Regions from separate parts of the Gasterosteus aculeatus genome. Here region 1 is linked to region 2. The links are chromatin contacts, called in public Hi-C maps. All regions are on one chromosome and are shown on one strand. Each heading gives the region's core, a stretch centred on a gene start, on an enhancer-like site or on the middle of the called end of the contact. The rest is flanking DNA. Distances are from core to core; before and after follow the strand shown.

Evidence for each region. Hi-C and Micro-C count contacts between places; a contact is called where the count stands out from the background.
Region 1: a Hi-C map of liver shows a contact between it and region 2, with 7 times the contacts expected there. The contact joins the enhancer-like site here to the promoter of cenpx in region 2. A contact is called at or near these places in 3 of 6 Hi-C or Micro-C datasets (liver and skeletal muscle).

Annotation. Positions count from the first base shown.
Region 1 is chr11:10,797,175-10,800,677 of fGasAcu3.hap1.1, forward strand. It overlaps notum1a (notum, palmitoleoyl-protein carboxylesterase a), which reads left to right. Exons shown (of 11, transcript XM_078083751.1): 2 at 156-208; 3 at 321-416; 4 at 709-769; 5 at 853-911; 6 at 1,010-1,112; 7 at 1,222-1,413; 8 at 1,535-1,632; 9 at 1,792-1,939; 10 at 2,033-2,080; 11 at 2,187-3,503. The coding sequence ends at 2,490. LOC120827616 (a long non-coding RNA gene) reads right to left here. Exons shown (of 6, transcript XR_013451316.1): 6 at 3,035-3,503. Among protein-coding and RNA genes, the nearest start is that of myadml2, 4.1 kb to the right of the region's middle. Within about 2 kb of position 1,692, at least 2 of the 9 cell types and tissues checked have open chromatin away from gene starts, as enhancers often do.
Region 2 is chr11:10,759,182-10,762,697 of fGasAcu3.hap1.1, forward strand. cenpx (centromere protein X) reads left to right here and starts at 1,378. Exons shown (of 5, transcript XM_040190658.2): 1 at 1,378-1,490; 2 at 2,085-2,136; 3 at 2,225-2,278; 4 at 2,364-2,452; 5 at 2,762-2,929. The coding sequence starts at 1,455. The coding sequence ends at 2,776. It overlaps LOC120827614, which reads left to right. Exons shown (of 5, transcript XM_040190657.2): 4 at 1-130; 5 at 240-614. The coding sequence ends at 374.

The DNA.
Region 1 (3,503 bases), core at 442-2,941, 38 kb after region 2:
TGTTTCTGTGTTAGTAAGTGTTTGTGGAATGAGGTTCCTATTCATTGATCATACATATTGTTATTCAGCCTACTAGTTTCACATTTACATATATTCAAGCATCATTGACTCGTCTGCTATGCTGTGTTGATTTGATATGCTTTGGTCTCTCGTAGGTACTACCTGAAAGAATCTCGAGGCAGCAGACGCTGGCTGATATTCTTAGAGGGTTAGTATTCAAATAAAATAACATCATGTCATTGTGTTTTTCTTTATGATGATCGAACTGGGAAGGATGTACAATTCTAGACATGTCTTCTTTTTTTGGTATCTATCTGCAGGCGGCTGGTACTGCTTCAACAAGGAGAACTGTGACAGCCGATACGAGACCATGAGGAGACTGATGAGCTCGTCCACGTGGCCCCAAACTAAAACAGGTCAGCTTCAGCCATTGTATGTCCTTCACTGTCACCCGAAGCGAATCCTGACTCCAAAACATGCTAAAAAAAAAATCCTAATGTCTGAGTACTTAAAAGCGCCGGATGCATCCGTCGCCCTGTCATAATGTAGCTGCGGTGCAGAGCTACCTGGCGCCCGCTGCTGTAGGAACCGAGACGCTTCCCTCTTTCATCGCATAGTAATAACTGTAATCCAATGATGATGAGGAGGAAGAGGATGTGTCTGGGAGTGCCACGATGACTAATGATACATGCTGCTCTGTCTATGCAGGCACAGGGATCCTGTCTCCGCTGCCCGAGGAAAACCCTCACTGGTGGAACGCCAACATGGTGTAAGTTGACTAATGTTTCCGTGTTTTTTGAAGCTCAAGTTTTTATCTGAGCTGGGAACATTAACTGTATTTTTGTGGTGCAGGTTCATCCCGTACTGCTCCAGCGACGTTTGGAGCGGCGCAACAGCCAAAACAGAGCAGAGTGAGACATCATTGAATCACCAAAACAACCCTAACGTGGAACTCTTCTTAAAACACAAAGAAGCTATGTTACAGTTGTACTCTCTGTATTGTGCGTAGGTGGATATGCATTCATGGGCTCACTGATCATTCAGGAGGTTGTGAAGGACCTGCTGAACAAAGGTCTGAACAACGCAAAAGTTCTTCTACTCGCAGGAAGCAGGTATGTTCTTGTGTGGACATTTTGCATGGAATTTCAAATTCAAAATCCTTGACATTTAGTTAGTTTCCTGAAGTGTTTGTTAAGAATATGTTGTTATTAATGCGAGCAGTGCGGGTGGCACTGGGGTGCTTCTCAACGTGGACCATGTGGCGGAGCTGCTGGATGGGCTGGGACACACCGGGATACAAGTGCGAGGCCTGTCTGATTCCGGCTGGTTCCTGGATAACAAGCAGTACCACTGCACGGACTGTGTGGACGCTGTCAGCTGCCCCCCAACCGAGACCATCAAGAGAGGCATCAAGTACGCGATCCAGCAAACGTTATCATAAAAGGATTTTATGAGGTGGACTTATTTCAGTATGGTGATGAGATCATCAGGTTACTAACCTCAACACCGTGTATCTTCTCACCTGTCCCGTCAGGTACTGGGGAGGAGTGGTGCCAGAGAGGTGCAGACAAACCCATGAAGGAGAGGAGTGGAACTGTTTCTTTGGATATAGAGTCTTCCCATCAATAAAAAGTGAGCTTGGGGTCTCATTCTCTAACATGAAACATGCACCTATCGTCCATGCAAGCCCAACATACCTGAATAATACTTGGCACGGAGTACATATTACTGTACTATATGTATAGATGCACAATAATCTTACATGAATCTGTGTGCATTCTCCCTGCGCAGGCCCTGTGTTTGTTGTCCAGTGGCTGTTTGACGAGGCTCAGTTGACAGTGGACAACATCCAGCTGACCGGCCAGCCTGTACAGGAAAGCCAGTGGCGCTACATCCAAAACCTGGGCATTGAGCTGAGAAACACACTAAAAGATGTCCCGTAAGTCCCATGGCTCTTTCAGGAGGAGAATTTAAACTGGATGTTTGCGAGGATTCCCTTTGGTTTACGCATTGTCGTTTTATCCATTTGCAGGGCCATGTTTGCTCCAGCATGTCTATCACATGAAGTTATCACCAGAAAGTGAGTACATTTAAATTTCCAGATCTCCGTCTTCCCGGTGTTCCATTAGCAGGGGACACTAAACTTTGTGGCTGAGCTGACAGCGCCCTCTTGTGTTGCGTTCTAGTTACTGGATTGACGTGCAGGTCAAAGGCACCTCCTTGCCCCGAGCCTTGCACTGCTGGGACCGCAGCCTCAACGACAACAGGAACAACAAGGCTCCACCCAAAGGTTGCCCCGTACACCTGATTGACAGCTGCCCGTGGCCCCACTGCAACCCCACCTGCCCCACCATCAGAGACCAGTTCACCGGACAAGAGATGAACGTCATTCAGTTCCTCATGCACATGGGCTTCGATGTGCAGAAGATGGCCCAGCAGCAGGGCATGGACCCCAGCAAGCTACTGGGCATGCTCAGCAGCGGCAGCTAAAGAGACACGCATACACACACACACACACACACACACACACACCCAGCATCTCCAAGATGCTGATACCTCCACCTTCACAACCCGTTCTACCTATAGTCATCTCCCCTATGAGCTCTTCTGTACACTAGTCTGGGCCCTTGGTCAAACACAGGGGCTTTTCTATTTATCCCATCACGTCACCATGACACGGCACAACTCTCTGCTACTCCATTTAAATTATCTTTTGCTTTGTAAAAGAAAAAAAATACCACAAATATAATCCAGTTTTAAGGATGCTCACTGTTGTTTAATTCATTTAAATGTTCTTTTCATCCTTCCATAGATTATATTTAGTCATTGTTTTTAAAAAAGGAAAGGATGCTCTTTCTTAAGTAATCACTATAGATTATAGAAGGTCTAATTTAAAAAAATAACGGTTTTATAGTTTCTCATCTCATGAAAATCTTTAACGAAGCAGTAAGAGATAACAAATACAATAAGATGAGAAAAGCACTGGATCATTAATGAAATTTTGTATTTACTTAAAAAATAATGGCAAGAACAATAGCAAGACACTAACACCCATGGATGTTTTTTTATTGGCCAGAGAGTAACGAGGACAGCAACTTTAAGTAATAATGACATTTAAAAGAAAAAAAACAATAAACCCAAGAAATTAGCAGAACATTTTAGGCTTCTCAAATTAAAGACAGACAAATATCAAATGTTGTAAGTAGCCAGAAAAAGCATATAAAGACAGACAATGCTCAAAAAATATATATTACTGTGGCAATTTTTGTGGGTAAAGATAAATTATTACGGTAACTCACACGTGTTAGCATTGCAATCTGAGGGAAATATTTAGTTTGAAATGGCCGGTTCAGATGGCTGCTCAAGCTGCAGGTTAATTAGTAGCTATACATTCACCACAGGGCCATTACGTCTAGTCTTTACCTCTTTCTCACAGGCCACTTCATCTCAAGAAGGCTGTTCAAACCCCAGACACTCATGTTAGGTCAGTAGCTCAGCGATCC
Region 2 (3,516 bases), core at 128-2,627:
CCAATCAGAGGAAAATGAAGCAATGGCCTATGTGAGGTTTTCTTCGGAGGATGAAGCTGACCAAGCGGAGTGGGCCGGTCCCCACGACATTGGAGGCGAAGTGGAAGTGAAACGAGTTGTTAGTCCAAAGGTATATATCTTTTGCAACTTGAAAGAAATGTTGATTAGCAGTATTTGATTTTAAGTGTGCATTTGTGGTCTCTGTTTCCATTGACTGACGGAAAAGATCTGTGTTTCAGACAGAGGAGGATTCAGATGAGGAGAACTCCCAGCAAGCCCTTCCCGGATCTCGATCAAAGCGTTCGGTGGGCTTGGGCTACTTACTGGAAGATCCTCAGTGGTTGGACGATGAGGAGGAGGAGGAGGAGGAATAAGCAAATACTCTGTGACTTTTATAAGCTTGAAATCATAAATGTATGTTCAAAGAATTTAGGGACTGTAAACTAATATGGCTCATAAAAAATAGTGGAGCTGCAATAAAATACCTAATGTAATGTAATAAGAAACCAAAATGTTATTTTATTTATTTGGCCAAATTGTGAATTGCTGTAATACAAAGTATTCTCTTTTTGTTATAATCTGTGTTTTTTCATGAATAAAGTTTTATCATTTTATATGTGTTTTGTAATGTTTGTCAAGGAAATGGGGGATTTAGTTTTAGATTAAGATTGTTTTTTCCCTTTTATCCACTGTTGGACTCAGAAACTGGATTCAAAAAGGTAGGTTGACAACCTCATTTTGCTCTTTTCTTCCTCTGACACGGGCGGCACGGTGGCGTGGTGGTTCGCACTGTCGCCTCACAGCAAGAAGGTCCTGGGTTCGATTCCGCCCAGTGGCCTTTCTGTGTGGAGTCTGCATGTTCTCCCCGTGTCTGCGTGGGTTCTCTCCGGGTTCTCCGGCTTCCTCCCACAGTCCAAAGACATGCTCTGGGGATCAGGTTAATTGGGGACTCTAAATTGCCCGTAGATGTGTGAATGTGAGTGTGAATGGTTGTGTGTCTCTGTGTAGCCCTGCGATTGGCTGGCGACCAATCCAGGATGTACCCTGTCTATCGCCCGAAGATGGCTGGGATGGACTCCAGCCCCCCCGCGACCCTGTGTGCAGGATAAGCGGTTTGACAATGGATGGATGGATGGATTCCTCTGACACCAATATTAACTATTTAATGTTAGGACTATTGAAAATATTAACAGCCATATAAAAACTACAATTTTAGGTATTTACAAACTGGTGAATTTAATGTCAAAATGAAAATATATCAAAGAAAATACCTAAGAAAACAGTGTAAAAATAATTGTCTAAAGTTGTAAAACGATCATATAATGAAATAAATAAAGACAAGAGGCTTCATTTTATCATTGTTTTTCGTCGATGGAGGGCGTTTCGAATGACGTCAGAGATCAACGACCAATCGCGACGCAGAGCGCCAAGTTCCTCTCGCGGCGTTCACAAACATGTCGGAGAAAGACGCAGAGATTGGATTCAAAAAGGTAGAAGGACATCGCTGCTTTTTTTAGATTTGTTTACACGTACTCGGTTTCCCCCGTTGTTCAATAAAGACGAATATGAAGAGGCTAAAATGTTGTTGTTGTTTACGCGAAGTATTCACGTCGAGGCTGTTTGCACATGAATCAGTCCGTCGGGCGATTCAACTTCGGACCTAACGTTAACTTTAGATATTACTCAGCAGACTAATAGACAGTATATGTGTGCCGAATGGAAATGTGCTTCACAATAGCAACAATAAAAGAGCTCCGTGTTCGTTATTGCGGGATAACACTAACGTCAGGTACGTTCACACATTAAATTATGGTCTTTTCCGAAGGCAGTTTGGTTTGAGGAAGTCGTGGATAGCGCGACATTTCAAAATAAACGCAGTGATGTTTTTAAACTTTTCCTTCCTTTTTCTCTTGGCTTTCCAGTTTGTTGTCCTCACAGAAAAACCTGCCGGTTTACTTTTTTCACTTTAGCTTTATTATTTATGCCTCATTGATAAACATCATCTCTGCGGGAAGAATTCATTCCTGAATGTCTTTCACATATTTATATGTTACGGTGACGTTCTGCATTCTGCTCATTTACAGGAAACCGTAAGCAAACTCTTGTCCAGTTTCTTCAAGGAGGACAAAACCAGACGTGGGTCAAATGAACATTGTCTCAATAGGTAACATCTCAACCTCTCCAAACTGTTTCTCTTGGCTGAACGCGTCTCCTTCTGTTGCAGTAAGTGGTGATGCTGTGCTGCTCATGACAGAGATGCTGAAGATATTTGTCCAAGGTGAGTCTAGTCGTCCCCTTCTGTGCAGTCGCACACAGATCGCGTTATGAATAAAAAACCCTCCGGTGTGTTTTCTCATTTCCAGAGGCTGCCGTGAGATCACAAAAACAAGCCGAGTCTGAGGACTGCGACCAGGTGGACATCGAGCACTTTGAAAAAATCCTGCCTCAGCTGGTGGGTAGCTCGCCATCGTTGGGGATTTATTATTTATTATTATTCAAAATCCATCCAATTGTGATTATGAGGCTGCTATGGTTTTCTTTGATCGCTGCACCTGTTATTCTAATGTTGTAGTTTATATTGTTGATGTATAAGAGAGATTTAGGGCATTTAAGCCTTTAGTTGAAGCTGAAAATGCTTGTAGTTCGCTTGTTAAATTAAAAAAAGCAGGTGAAACATAAAGAACTACTTTCACACAGGACGTCATCAATGCACAAAACGCTTCTACTACTCACTCGCCTTTTCTTCCGTCTTCCAATGCAGCTGCTGGACTTCTAGCACACGCGACGCCACAAGATGGAGCCAGAGCGTTGCCCGCGTGTTCCTGCTCAAATCCTACACTTTCAATGCCCAAAATGTTGAATTTCGTCCGTGTAATTTGCAATGTCTTCATTGTTGGAATGCTAGGTAACATAAAAAATGTTCACCCTGTATGTTTGTTCCAGTTGTGTGATTTCAAGCTGTCGCAACACCTCCGAGCGGCCACCTCCGAGGCCCACCTGTGCTGCCCCGTGCAACAACAGGTGCTTCCAGCGTGCACGGTGCCCTTCATCAAAGCCTCCTGCAGCAGTTGGAAGCAATTAGAGTAATAAGGGGAGCAGCCAGTCCCTTAGATGATGACAAGTGCCAGAAAAAAAAAAAAAAAAAGGATTACCCCCCTCCGGCCACTTTGAAGTTCCCTTTTGCTGTCTTGCGATGTTTAGTTAGAGGTGGTGGTGGGGGGGGCAAAGGGGACCTCTGGCACAGGGAGGGGAGGGGGTTGAATGGGAGTGTGTGTGTGCACGAATGTGTGCACGTTGGCCAAACACGGCAGGAGACCACACGCGTGGATATTCTGTTTGGAAGGAAACATAACAAAACACATTGGAACACGGTCCAAGAGGAGCAGGGTGTAATTCTGAAGGTAAATAAACAGAAAGAGGCGAGTAGTCGAGGTGCTTTCTCTCCTCCCGCCACAGCAGGAGGGGAAGTCAGGCCTACAGCGGAGAGGGTAATGTGGTTTTTTTTTTTTTTTCTCT